Regions from separate parts of the Rattus norvegicus genome. Here region 2 is linked to region 1. Evidence: chromatin contacts called from public Hi-C data. All regions are on one chromosome and are shown on one strand. Each heading gives the region's core, a stretch centred on a gene start, on an enhancer-like site or on the middle of the called end of the contact. The rest is flanking DNA. Distances are from core to core; before and after follow the strand shown.

Evidence for each region. Hi-C and Micro-C count contacts between places; a contact is called where the count stands out from the background.
Region 2: a contact with region 1 is called in a Hi-C map of the A7r5 cell line, with 3 times the contacts expected there. The contact joins the enhancer-like site here to the promoter of Cep15 in region 1. A contact is called at or near these places in 7 of 12 Hi-C or Micro-C datasets (the A7r5 cell line, Schwann cells, frontal cortex and 4 more) and 1 of 1 datasets of contacts at active chromatin or transcription factors (oligodendrocytes).

The regions. Positions count from the first base shown.
Region 1 is chr15:15,264,163-15,271,243 of GRCr8, reverse strand. It overlaps Cep15 (centrosomal protein 15), which reads left to right and starts at 5,769. Exons shown (of 5, transcript NM_001106026.2): 1 at 5,769-5,802; 2 at 6,979-7,063. The coding sequence starts at 7,011.
Region 2 is chr15:15,396,019-15,402,823 of GRCr8, reverse strand. It overlaps Ptprg (protein tyrosine phosphatase, receptor type, G), which reads left to right. Exons shown (of 30, transcript NM_134356.2): 10 at 346-454; 11 at 5,772-5,821. Among named protein-coding and RNA genes, the nearest start is that of Cep15, 130 kb to the right of the region's middle. Within about 2 kb of position 2,568, at least 1 of the 93 cell types and tissues checked has an H3K27ac peak or open chromatin away from gene starts, as enhancers often do. A contact at or near this core is called in the A7r5 cell line, where this site is marked.

The DNA.
Region 1 (7,081 bases), core at 4,520-7,019:
ACAACAAAAGTTTAGGGTAGGTGGGAGAGGCAGAGATAAGAAATTGGTAAGATCATGCTTTTCCACGTGTGTCTGTGTCTTTTATAGGAGGATTTAAGGGCTGGTAGTGCAGTCACTTCCTTGAGCATAAAACTAATAAACACACTTGAATGTCACGATACTGACATAAACATAGACACATTAATCAATGAAATAGAATTGAGGAGTTGGATGTAATTGGAAAGTAGAAAGACACGCTACACAGTGGGAGGAATTTCTGCTAGCCTTCATCTGACAGGGGTTTATTATCCAGAATACACACAAAAATTAAAAACAAAAACAACATTGCAGCTAGAGGTGACTAAGTGGTTAGGAGCACATTCTGTCCCTCTTGAAGAGAGGATTTGAGTTTGGTTTCCAGCACCTACTCTGAGTTCTGCTCATCCATTTACTGCAGCACTCTATTCACAGACAGACAAGTTATAGCATTAGTCTATGTCTCTGTCAACTGGTGAGTACAAAGAAAAGTGAAGTCATGTCAAGTACGGGAAATACATGGAACTAGAGATCACATCAAGAAAAAATAAGGCAGACTTGGACAACAAAAATATCGCATGTTTTCTCCTCTCTACAGAATCCATACTTTTAAACAATAGTACATGAAAACCATCACAGGGACTACTTAAGAAGGGACCAGAAGGAGAGTGAGGGACATGGCAGGGTGGGAGGAGGGAGTAGGAGCAAAGTGCCTAATACTCAAGAATAAAGATGTAACAATGACAGCACAACAAATACAATGGGCTAATGAAAGAGGAAGCACAAAATGCTGTAGTAGAAATTTCTCTAAAATAAATGTGCGACGTACACGTGACTTTGTGTGGCTTTTAATGCAGTGAAGGCATTTCTTCTTATGCCAGCTGAAATACATTAAACTGGCATCTATCAAGAACCAGTCACAAACCAGTACCTACTCTCAGAGGAGTTTGGAGATGACTCCAAGGCCACAGGAAGTCGCTTTAACATGACCACATATCTTGTGTGGACCCTAGTGGGCATTTATTCTATAAGCAATCCAAACAGCAAATGCTGATTCCAGCACCTGAGGTAACAGTGAGGTCCAAGGTTCCAACGGGCACCTGTACTGACCTGTACTGACTTGTATTTGAATCTTGATTACAACATTCCTTCCAACTCCATTAGGCTTACAGCAAGACCAGGGCCTACATAATAATTCATCACTTAGAGAAAGACTCAGCATCAATAGCTAAACACCAGAAATGAGGAACAACCCCCTTCAAGAGGCATCTGTTTTGATTTTTTTTTAAAGGCAATAAAAATGCTTTAAAGCTACCACAATCTTTTCTTGCTAGCTAGCTGACAAGCTGGATGAAACTCTAGCGCTGTCTTGTGTGAGAACCTTCTGTACCATTAGGCGGACTTCCTAACACTCAAGAGAGGGATGTTCATAATTGTCTCCAAGTCCACTAACACAAAGTTCACACAAAGGGCAAGAGCGCAGCATGCTCTAACAAGGTTCTCCATTCCCTTATAAAGTACTGAGAAACATTTCAAACATTAAATATAGAGTACTTTTACCAGTGTTGCAATGGTAAAATGGCGACCTAGTAAATAACTGTACAAAAAATAAAACTAGACTGAGGTAAAAATTACAAAACAAAATACAATATGAACCAGTGCACGCCATAATACCAGATTTAAAAAAACCTTGCCATGACAGGAGTCTACTATACACTTAACATGTGCACAATCACCTTTTATACACATCTGTTTAGTACACATCAGGGCTTCGTTTGGATATTAACTTCGTTTGGCAGGAACAGAATGTGTGTTTTGCTCTTTTTATATTTCAAAAAAAATCTTTTAGTTGTGTTTAACTGCCATCTAGAGTTAAAATGAATCCATTTCTTTTCTTCTCTGTTTCTAATCTCCAAATTTTAGGAAAACGCACAGTTATGTTTAACCCCTGTTTCACGTTGAGCAAATTCTCAAGACTCCAGACTCTCAAGGGCTAGTTATTCAACTTGTCAATCACAGTAAACATCCCCACCTGTTGCAATCATCGTGGGTTGACTAACAGGTGAGATTTACATTTAGTCTAACAAACAATATTCTCTTTGCTGTATGAGCTTCTGGGTGAGCAACCTGGTGTATATTCCGACTCAGAGAGCTATATCAAAAATTAGGAATGTTACAGTCTCTTTCTATTTCTACAATTTCCACTTTTCTCAGAATTAAAGAAAATCAGACTAAATAAAGACATTAAAAAGTCACTTTAACCTCCGAAGAATATAATTATAAAAATTAGGGGCTGGTAAGGTGGCTCAGTAAGTAAATGTACTTGCTGCCAAACTTGGTTACCTGAGTTCAAGTCCCAGGACTCAGATAATGGAAGAAAAAAATACTCACAAATCATCCTCTGACACCCAGACATGTGCCACACACATGCACGTGAACACACACACACACACACACACACACACACACACACCCCACTAAATTGATAAAAAAAATTAAAGTTCCAATTTAATTGAATTTTGATGCTATTATGCTGAGTGACGTTTGTTTCAAAATTTGAAGATTGAACTGCATGTGCAATTCACTTCAAAATCCTTATTGAAAAGGGGGGAAGGAGACACTTAAAAGCAAAAGCAAATTTGAAAGTTTAACTCAGTGTATCATCAAAAAAAGGGAGTATATTCTCATGAAATCTTCAGTTGGGTAAAACATTTGTTTTTGCGTAAATAAAGGAAGGACACTGATTTTTTTTTCAACTGTCCCAACTGCATCAAACTACGATAGCCTTCCTGACAAATTTTTATTGTCATTTATTTCTAATGATATTAGACCATAAATAAACTGAAATGTAGTAAGATTGCAATTCCTGCGGTTTTGCTGTTTAAGGAAACAAGCGGGGAAACTTTCAAGTGGATGCATACAGCAAATAATATTGTTTAAAAACAAACAAAAGCAGACCAAAACAAAATTATTTCTCAGCTACTCAGAAGGGTTTCATTGAACTTAAGTGCAGAAGACTTGCATATCAACTCCTCAAGCACCAGCTAAATGTGTTCTCAACTGCCTGCTCCGTGATGAACTAACGATAAAGTTTCCAGAGGGCTGTAAGAGAGAAAAATCATCAAGAAAAGAAACAAGCAGGAATGTCACGAGTAGAAAATACCCACTCTAGGGAAACCCTGTATTGGCATTTGTAGACTACTAGAGAGGTATCAGGAGCCAGTGGAAAATCACAGCCCCAGGACTGGAAAATGTTCATAGATCATAGACCTCTAGAAGGCTATAAGACAGATAGGCTGATTGTATGAGCTTCAAATGAATGGATTTGGGGACTGGGGAGCACATATATTTAACAAGTATAAAATATATAAAAAAAGTCACTAAGACTTGTCACATATGCATTAAAAACCTTAGTGCTTTCTCTGATCAGTTTTAGAACTGGTGAGATTTTCAGTTCCATTTCCCAAGAAGGAAAGGGGCACAAGCGAACTCTTCCTGGAAATCTCCCAAGTTAAATACTGTCCTATCAGCAAGAGCAGATCACCTCAGCCACAATTGTCTACAACACAGATACCTGCTGAGATAATGATTTCTCTATTGTAGCATTTTGTCTGATTGGGCTAGATAGATACTTGATTAATTAGTAGGAGCTCCTAAAAAGGTATGTGTCTATGCATTTTCTACTGGTCAAAATCCATCAGGATTTTGTATCTTTGTATATATTTTGAATGTAAAATATTTTCCATGGTAAAACGGAAAGTATTAGTACAGAATAGGTAAAGTTCTATGGATTCTATTTCAACGAAAATAAAAACAGACATTTTGGGCCCATCTTACCAAATTCATGAAATAAGAAACCCAGCCACTTAAGTCCCAAATTCTTTATTTTATAAACATTTGTCCATCTATGGTAAATTCAAAGGGTCTTTAAAAAGATCTCTGCAGATATGTAATGTGTTAATTCCAGAATTCGAAAAACAACACCACCCAGAGTCCACGATAGTCCAAATTAAAGCAAACTCTATTTGAGTGCAGTCTAGGCTAACTCTCCCCTAAATTGGGGTTTTCCAGAGCAGCCCCCACAGGCATTTTGAAGTTCTTTTTGTAGGGGATATACAGTGTTCACAGTAGGTAAGAGAGTTGACTTACTCATTGTTAAAAGAATACAATGAGAAGGGAAGGTGCAAAGGTAAGGATAGGCAACAAGTGAACAGGTTACACAGAGTCACAAAGGCATAGATAATCATCAGTGAATGGGGTTACAAGCAGTCTGCATCAGACCAGGAACTTACTCTTGATTGCAAGTAGAAACCTTAAGTAGCAGGGACTTGACATACGAACTAACTAAACCGGACTTAACGCTTAGCTAGATTTTACCATCAAGTAAACTGTTCTAACTATAAACAGAACTCTCATCCTGCAAGGTATGTTTTCTGTTTTGGTCTTATTTCAACCTGTGAGGTATTTGTAGTCATCTTGGTCTCATAAACACCCAAAATTTAACCTGTAAGCCCCACACACGCCCAGGAACCAGGTAATTTCCTGGAATGCTGGGAATTGTAGTTCTTGGGGGAAAAAAAAAACCTCGTGGGGGGGGGGGAGTAAAACCTGTGCTGTATAAGTTTGCCCTCATAACCCCCAGCAACATGTGCAACATTCTCGGGTGGGAAACTCCAGGGAAGAGCCCTGACCAAAGTCCATCTCTTAGCGTTTAATATTGATTAAGGTTTACTTTAAACTTGGCCCCAAATAGTGAAGCTGGTTTTTCTGGTGAATCTCAGGATTAACATATACACCAGAATTTCCTGTTAGTACCTTGGAGTGTTGGAACTAATTAAGTACACGCGCGCGTGCGCGCGCGCGCACACACACACACACACACACACACACACACACACACCCCAAAATTTAAAGGGAACTTTACAAAATACAAAGTGTTCTTTTGTGGAGAAAAATGTAGCTGGGGAAAGGAGAAATCCCATACTGAGAATGAAATGATGCCTCTATTGAGGAAGTACCATCATATGAAGCGCCAATTATCATAACCCATACCTTTACTCCCAGGACCAGAGGCTGAGGCAGGGACCTGTGATTTCAAGGTCTAGCCTGGTCTACATAGTGAGACCCTGTCTCAGAAGAGCAAAACAAAAAGATATGAAGAAGTGAAGCTATCTGAATGTGCAGGAAAGAGGCTTTCAAAAGAAACAGTGAGTTCAAAGGGTCCAAACTGGTTGCAAAGTTTACTGTAGGTAACTAGAAAGAAAAACTAACTGAAATGTCTTAAGTCCTCTTTACCCTTTACCAGCTGAGTAACTGTTAGTCCGACTTTATCACTCTTCCATGTCTTTTTCTATAAGCTGAGAATAAATAGAACTACACTCTCACAAAGTTATTTCAAGGAATAAAATGATGCTTAAGAGCACACGTTTGCACTTGGAAGGTGTGCCCTAGGGCTAAACGACACAAGGCTGTGGACTTGTTGGTTGATCTGTGCGACCCCAAGGTTCCTGCAAGCCAGCTGACGCCCCTGAAGACTTTTTAACATATGCAGAGCCCACTTTTTAAAAGTTTGAGCTAACAGATTTTCCTCCAGGTTCCTAAGGCTCCTTCTGGGTATCTTCCACAGTCTCGTCCTCTATGAGGTAGGTACCCCAACCCGAGCAGAGCCACACTGAAGCTGGGACTCTGACTGACGTCAGGAGCGTAAAGTACGCAAAGATGGCTGCCTGGCCACGCCCACGTCTTGCGCAGGCGTAGGCCCTGGCGCGTTCCCGGAAGAGCTCAAAGGTGGGCGCAGTGTGGTCCCAGCCTGTGGCCCCTGAGGCCAGCGGGCGGCTGAGGGGAAAGCTAATGAGGGGGGAGCCAGGTGATGAGGAGGGTTTTTAAGAGTTTTCCGAGGACGAAAGGCGGGAATTGGGGTAGCCGTTGGGCACTTGCTCGCTTCAAAAGGCGGAGTTTTTCTTGAAGTGCTCCCAAGGAGAGGAAGAGTCAGCAGGAGTGACTTTCCAGGGGAGCGTGGACGCTGCTCTAGTCGGCTGCAGAACTCGCTGGGAGGAAGGCGAGGAAGCTGGGCGGGAGACGGGCGGCTGTCCTCTGGGCCCTGGAGGCCGCCCTGGCGGGAGAAGGAGCCTGCGGAAGGGCCAGACAGGCTCCTGTGCAGTGCGCTGACCCAGAGCTCAGGCTTCCTGTCTGCATCCGACCCTGAGCGATTCAGGGACGAACGTTTAATTTCAGAAAGTTTAGGAAAGCCTCCTTCGTGGACCGTCTTCGTTGTATTTGTGTCCCTTTTGTGCTTTTTCAGCCCAGCGCTTTCAGAGCACGTCCTTAGACCACCATCTATACTGGTGCAAGTTCTTAAGCCAAGGGGAGCCTGCGCCTGGTGTAGTGAGTCATAGAAACTCTCCAAACGAGAGTGCTGACCTGCTAGGATGTGGTGAGAGGACTTAAATCGAGATTTTCCTAAGTTACACAGGAAAAAAAAAAAAAGCACTTCCCTTGTCTGGAAGGGTCATGCATGGTAGAACTGGTAACCTTCCGCAGAAGGCAAGACCTTGAGTTCCCAGTTGGTTCTCATCCTTGTTTGCCTTTCGGTCTATGCGTGTGCACATGCATAAGCGATGATATTCCTGTGTTGAATTTTTAGGGTTTTTTTTTTTTTCCTTTCTGCCTGTTAAACTGTCCATTAGTCTTGGCTCCAGCTGTCTATTTGTTGAAATTCTGCTGAAGATTTAGAGTTTGGGTGGAGGTAGAAAATATGAAACGCCTTGAGTTTACTCAGCCTATGGTGTTTTGAGTGAATCATTAATAAAAATGTGCTCGAGTGCATTCCTTCACATTACACATGAAATTGCCAGTTTTCTCTTTTGAGAGAATTCATGTGTTATTTCGGTACTAAAATCAAGTTGCATAGCTGAACACACGGGGTTGAGGGTGGGGGAATAACTAAATGTTTTTACTATTTAGCAGAAAACGTAACAGCCCAGCTTTGATTAAAGATGACTTCCTTGTTTACTCAAGAAGTTCACCTTTCTAAAAGACATGAAGAAATGTAAGTTTTTGAAAATGA
Region 2 (6,805 bases), core at 1,319-3,818, 130 kb before region 1:
AACAGGAAGAAAGCTATACAGGCAGAGAATTTCCTGTTGTAAAGTGGACATTGCTCTGACGATCTTTTATTTAATAACTGTGAAGGCTCTTATAGATAATAATTACAGTTTCTAAAGCACAGTGATTCTGACAGAAGTCCAGGCTTTGGGAACAGGTAGGCTAAAGATACGTTCCAAACTGTGGACCAGTGTTAGTATTTCTGCAGTGTTGAAAACAGGTTCTAAGCAGTCCTCTCCAGAGAAAGCCTGCAGTTGCAAATCCCAGAATGCCCAGGTTTGTTCTCAGGTAAACTACATCTGTGAGCTTTCAAAGCCAGCTCAGTGCCTCTCTTTCTTCCCCCACAGAAAGCCACCATCAGCCACATCTCACCTGATAGCCTTTACCTGTTCCGCGTACAGGCCGTGTGTCGGAACGACATGCGCAGTGACTTCAGCCAGACGATGCTTTTCCAAGGTAAGTCCGCTTATCCCCTCCATGCCCCTGATGCGCCTCAGGCTGCCTGTCCCTTAGGGACTTGGCCAGAAGTAAAGGAACTTGGTCCGTGTAGGGTGTAATCCATATTCAGTGAGCTCTGCTCATTAAGATCTGTCACTGGGGTTGGAGGTTTCAGATGCCAAAAGAGGAGACAGAAAGAGGGGCTGTTTATTGATATTTTCCAGCTGTGCCTGTTTAAGAATAAGTCAGTTAGTGTGATCTCCCCCTGAGTCCTGCCATAGCCTCTTTCTTAGGTGTTTAGCCTGGCTCATCTTCACGGCCCATTGAGAACTGGAGCCCAAGACATAAAATTCGGCCTTGCGATTTGCACAAGTCTGGGTGTACAGGGTCTTCATGGGTTCCAGTCTGGAGATGTCTGTTCTGTGCTGACTGGGGGCATCTAGGGGGATCTAGGGCCAAATTGAGGGTAAAGCCAATAAAACTTGGCTTTGTCACATTTTGATGGGGTGATTTTTTTTCTTTTAAAAGCAAAGTCAGTGCAAAGATTTCATGAATGAAATATTGGAGTTTTATTCTGTTAACTTGTTCTGTGGGTATGGATGTTGTAGCATCATGTGTGTGCACGCACCACATACATGCAGTACCCACGAAGGCCAGAGGAGGGTGGAAGCTATCCCGGAACTACAGTTACAGACAGTTGTAAGCTGCTATGTAGAAAACAAAGCCAGCTCCTATAGAGAGCAGCAAGTGCTTTTGACAACTGAGCCATCTCTGGCCTCAGAAAAACTAGAATGTTAGATAGCTATGTCAGCCATCAGTCGTGTGGCATGTGCTTAGCATATACAAGGTTTGAGTTAACTCTCTATCAAAGTAATGATACGATATAGTCCGTCTTAGATACCACAACCTAATCCTGGTTCTAGAATTATTTACAGACATCAGTAGTCAACTGTGGTCCAATCTCATAACAGATGCCAAGCCCATCATGAAACTAAAGGTCTGGGCCTTGGGCTCCACACAGAGGTGCTGACCCTTCAAGCTCCTTACTTCTTCAGGGCCTCTGCTTCCTGTCTGTAAAACGAAAGGTGTACACCAGGCCACCGTTACCCCGTTTTTGTTCCCTATGTCTTTTTTGTAACAGAGTGTCACTGGGCATATGTGATTGCACTCAGCTGATTCTTAACTTTTTGAGCTGTGGATCTAATTAAACATCTGGGCTTTCCCCTGGAAGCTTCCAGGAGTGTGGATAAAATTGCAAAGCCTATCTAGAAAGCATGTGGTCAGGTTGAGCTAGCAGCATCTGGAAGCCTGAGAGCGCTCCTCGCAGTCGGAAGGCCCCCTCCAATCAACCGCCTCCAAGTCTTGGCAGCGGGGCCTAGGAAAGCGAATCCTAGCAAGATGGCCCTGGTAACTGGCGAGCATATCCAGTACTGAAGAATGCCAGGTTGGAGGTGGGCTCTGCATGGACGGACGGTGCTGGGTGTGAGTGCCAGCTGCTAATCGCTCGCTGTGCCGTGGTGTAAAAAAAAAATGTAATCTATCTTCTTAAAGCTGCTGTTCGCCACTCTGACCATCCACGGGGACCATGGTCCAGTAACACCAGATGACATGCATGAAATAATGACTACGAGAAAAAATCACAGGACTCTGGGCTAGCAACACCTTATACGTTGTTGTGAAGTATTAGCCTAGACTCTACCAGTTGAACATTCAGAGTCCAAGAATTGTGACGTCCAAATGCTCCCGTTTTAGAACTGCCTTCTATTATAAGCCTTTACTATTTCAGTGGTCCTAAAGTTTCAGTCTTTGTGAGGTTTGCTAGGAAAAGGTAGTAAATGGTGAATCCAGGGAGGAAGTCCTCCAGCAGAGCTTTCTCTTCCAAGGAACTGGAATTTACATGTGGCTTTTAAAAATTCTTTGCTACTGATTTCATCCGTCTCTTTAAAATCTTAACTGAAATTTACCATAGTTGCGCCTTCTCGTAAATAAATAAATCTGCGCCCACATTTAGCTAGAATGTATCGTGTCATCTGTTGAGCAAGAGCCTTGAGCCCCGGCAGGGTCTGTGTGGCAAAGAGAATGAAAAGGTAGATCAGTCAGGGAACTTGCTGTGGCCAGGCCTGGGAACTTCAGACCCATAAATCATGATTAGGCCTCCCCTTGGCTGGACTGGGAGCCTGAGAGTTGCAGAGCGGCCTCCTTTGATTAATAGCCCTGGACTGCCTGGCTTCTGCAAAGACTCTGAAAAATTAAAGGTTTATAATATAATGCAATTCGAAAACGGCCCCATCAGCTAGAAATTCAAACCAGGGAGCCTTTTAAAAGTCTGGTCACTGTGGCTTTTTGAAAAGGACTGGTGTCCCTACATGTTCTCCACTGTCTCTGCTCAGAGCGGCGACTCCTTGTGTATTCTGCATCTGTCTCCTTGTGCTGAGAAAGAAACAGATCCTCTGGTCACACCTCCCCACACAGGCAGTGTTTTCCAACAACATCCATGCAAGGCCCCTGCCAACGGGGACCTTCCTCAGTGTCCGCCCACTGTCCTTCACTGCCCATCCATTTCCTACTGCTTAGGGACCACAGAGAGCAAGGTGCAAAACTGACCTCCTAATCCAGACTCAAGTTTTCACAAAGGAAAAAAAAAAGAATCTTCAAGAATTCCAGTAAAGTTGTCCCCATAGTAACCATTTTTTAGAAATAAGTATACATCAGATCTGGGAGCCTGGGAGCACACATGGAGAATTAATATGGTGACTCTAGCAGTGTTTATGATCTGTATCATGTACTAAAGCATTAGTCCGGTGAGGCAGCTCTGCGGGTAAAGACACCCGTTCAGCACGCCCGAGTTTGAGCATCAAGAGCCACATGGTGGAAGGAGAAAATTGACCTCTGACCTCAAAGGGCATATCTATGGCATGCTCCCACATGCTGTGACAGGTACACACAGGCACACACAGTGAGTAAACAAATTAATAAAGTGAAGTAAAGACGAAGATACCAATGAGTATACTTAGCCACCATGACACATTATTAGCAGTTCTAGTAGCAAGAGACACTTATAGAGCGTGGCTTCCATTATGGACTGTTTCCACCTCAGCTGCTTTACTCCAACCCGGGCATCATATGTAGGGGTTTTCTTTGGAGTTTGGCTTGTCTTTGTTTGTTTGTTTGTTTTGTTGTTGGGAACATGGGTTGTTGGTTTGGTTTGGCTTTACAAAAGGGGAGATTATGTTCAGAGTGCAAGTAACTTGAGATAAATCTCTTCCTTAGCTCCTGGACAGAGTTCGTGTTCTTATTCTAAGGCTCCATGGCTCGTAGATGGCAGTGGACACTGTAGAGTGCAGGGCACTCCCTGCCCCAGGTCTTCAACCTTGAGAAGAAGCCTGATGTGCAGTGTTCTGGCATAAAGAACCAAGATGTCAGAGGGGAATTGGTTATATACAACTGATGTATATACACTTGTCACGTCTTAGGCAAATCAGAGCCACGGTGATACATGTGTTTGTTTTTATGAAAGCCCAAGTGACAGGTCCTGGAACTGCTGTGATTCCTGAGGAGTGACCAACATCAGTGGTTCCCGAAATCATGAACGCCTAAGAGGGTCGGGCAGTAGAAAGGAATCAGATCTCAGAGACAAAGTCACCTGCCCAGAGAATGCAGCCATGACTAGTCCTGGGAGGAAACGGGCCATTGAGAAGCTTGAGCAAAGTTCAGTTGTCCTAGTTCCCCTTTAACAACGTTTGCTTGGGTCCCCTGATCCCTCCGTAAAGGGCTCGTAGTCTGAAAGGCCCAAATAATCTCATCAGCAACATCGTGGCTACCTAGGTAGAGACAGTTCAAGACTAAGACAAACTAAGAAAAAGCCAGCAGACTCGTGGAATGGCTACCGAGTTTACTGGCCTGCTTCGAGCCCCTTTAAAGAGCACAGAAGGTAGAGCTCCTGGGAGCCCTTTGTCTTTTATTAAGGAGGCAGGATGTGTGCACATCTGTGTGAATAGCTCAGGGATCATGGGGTCTGTATGTTGTCCCAGGTTAGAGTCACTTCCCTAGCTGCCTTGTTTGACCCCTAATTTAAACAGTTGCATCGACTCGTAGACCTTCTCCACATTTCTCTCTGTGCACACTGTACTTAAACAAAATGGGAGTGCCATTAGGCCAGGATTGTGAACTCAGGTATCCATGGGGTCAGTCAAGAACATGTGTGATAAACAGGACACCAGGTGTCCACGAAGAGGAGTGGTCAACTCTCTAAAGTTAATGCCACAGTCAGGGTGGTTTGGGGTTTGGGTTGGTTTTTTGTTTTAAACTTATAGGGCAACCAGAAATGTGTGTGGGTCCCTTGCCATTTCTAGATTAGGTGGTGCAGACACTTAAATTGACTAACACGGTAGATTTTATATTCTTTGCCCATTCATACAACTCGATGGATACCACAGTGGCATTGCTTAAGAATGCCCTCATGGGTGAGCGCAGCTGCAGAACATGGACACCAGATAGGGCAGCGTGCGTCGAAGGCAAAATCATGTGACTGTGTAATCCATAGAGACTATCAGATCCAAGCAGGAAGAGAGCACACAACAGTACACAGTGGGAGGAAAGCAACAGAGTTGTTGCCAGAAACAGTCAAGGGATTAACTTAAGGTAAACTATAGGTAGGGCTGGCAAGATGGCTCCGTTTGTGAAGGCGCTCACAGCCAAACCTCGGGACCCACGTGATTTACCAAGAGAACCAACTCTGCCAAGCTGTGCTCTGGTCCCCACAATGTGCACTGCCTCCCTTCCCTCCCCAAACACCCCTTTCCCAGCCCTCTAATAAATACATACATAAATGTAATACAAATTTAGAAAATGGCCAACTGTCCTAACTTAAAGATATACATGTTAGGATCACTGAAAGGATGAGAAATGGCGACCAAGGCAGTAATAGAGAAAAAACAAACCCATTCAAATAAAAAAAATATATGAAACCCAGAAAGCCAACAGTTCTTGAAAACACGTCTTAATGTGAGCGGAGTAGCTCAGGCATTAGATGTAAAAATAATTCAGTCCTTGGACATTTTACTATTGTTGAAGTTATAGCTCAGTAAAACAAAACCGTAATGATTACACATTTTAAATGAATTGTGTGACAGGAACAGTTGCCTCGATCGTCTGAATATGTCTGCATGACTCGGACGAGGGTCCTATGTTGAAATGGTCACAAAGTGTACAAAGGAATAATATCTTGTAACGTGAAAATCACGTGTAGTTTAGATATGTGTGTTCGTAGGAGGGTTTATCGGGAGCACATCTGAGCCTTGTGTGTTGTTAACATCACAACTTCTTTGTTTCTCAGCTAACACTACCCGGATATTCCAAGGGACCAGGATTGTGAAAACAGGAGTGGTAAGTGGAGAACACCGGGTGCTCTGTGCAAATGCTAGTTTGGATGCAGTCAAAGCTTTGACCACAAGGTGTCAGCATAGCGTTGTCGAACTGTCTACGTACAGCCATTCACAGACAAGCATACATTTTGCTGTATAATTTACTGTGCCATGCAACAATATTAGCTGCTCCTGATATATAATTTTGTCAAAATAAAAATCTTTCAGATCTGTAATTACGTATGATCCTTGGAGTGATACAGGAGTCAGTCCATTCAGAGGCCTTCATGGTACAATCCAGAGGTTGTCACCCACAGTGTCCAGTGCTGGGGATAATCGTAACCTGAAATTCATTAAGCACACCCCAGCTTTCAGACACCAGTTATTCTGTGTGCATCTTCAATGAGTTCAGAGTGGAGGCGAAGAAACTGAGGCGCCGTGAGTTAAAGAAATGGGCCCATCATCACAGCGAGGCAAGGAGTCATCTCAGAACTCAGTTGGAGGCCTCTCTGTGTTTGGCGCTTAATCTTAAGTAAGAGCTGATTGTCAGTGCTCACGGCTCTCCCTAAACTGCACGGTTTCCCATGTGAGATTGTATGAAGTTCCAAAGGGAGGCTTGTTCCGATTATCATTTTATACTTGTCTAAGTGGTGAGGTCTAATTTAAGGTTCCCTACGCCTGCTTGTAAGGGCTGAACTTACGCTCTTATCCTCAGCTGTTATTCCTGGTTTGGTGGGAAGATGTTGTATAGGAATAAGTTCCCATTCAGCATAAGGAGAGGGCGAGCTGAGATTTGCCCATACGCAGCCCTGCCTCCGAGGCTTCACTCACAGTCATGCACTTTGAACAAGCTCCCTATCCCCTCCAGGCCTCAGTTTCCTTACCCATAGAATGGGTAGCATGGTGAGCCCCAGCACAGAGGCTGCCCTTCCTAGGTGGTTGCCTAACTGTTACCCAGGGTGCTGCAGTCTGCCAGGCAGAGTTCGTACTGCAGACACCCCAAAAG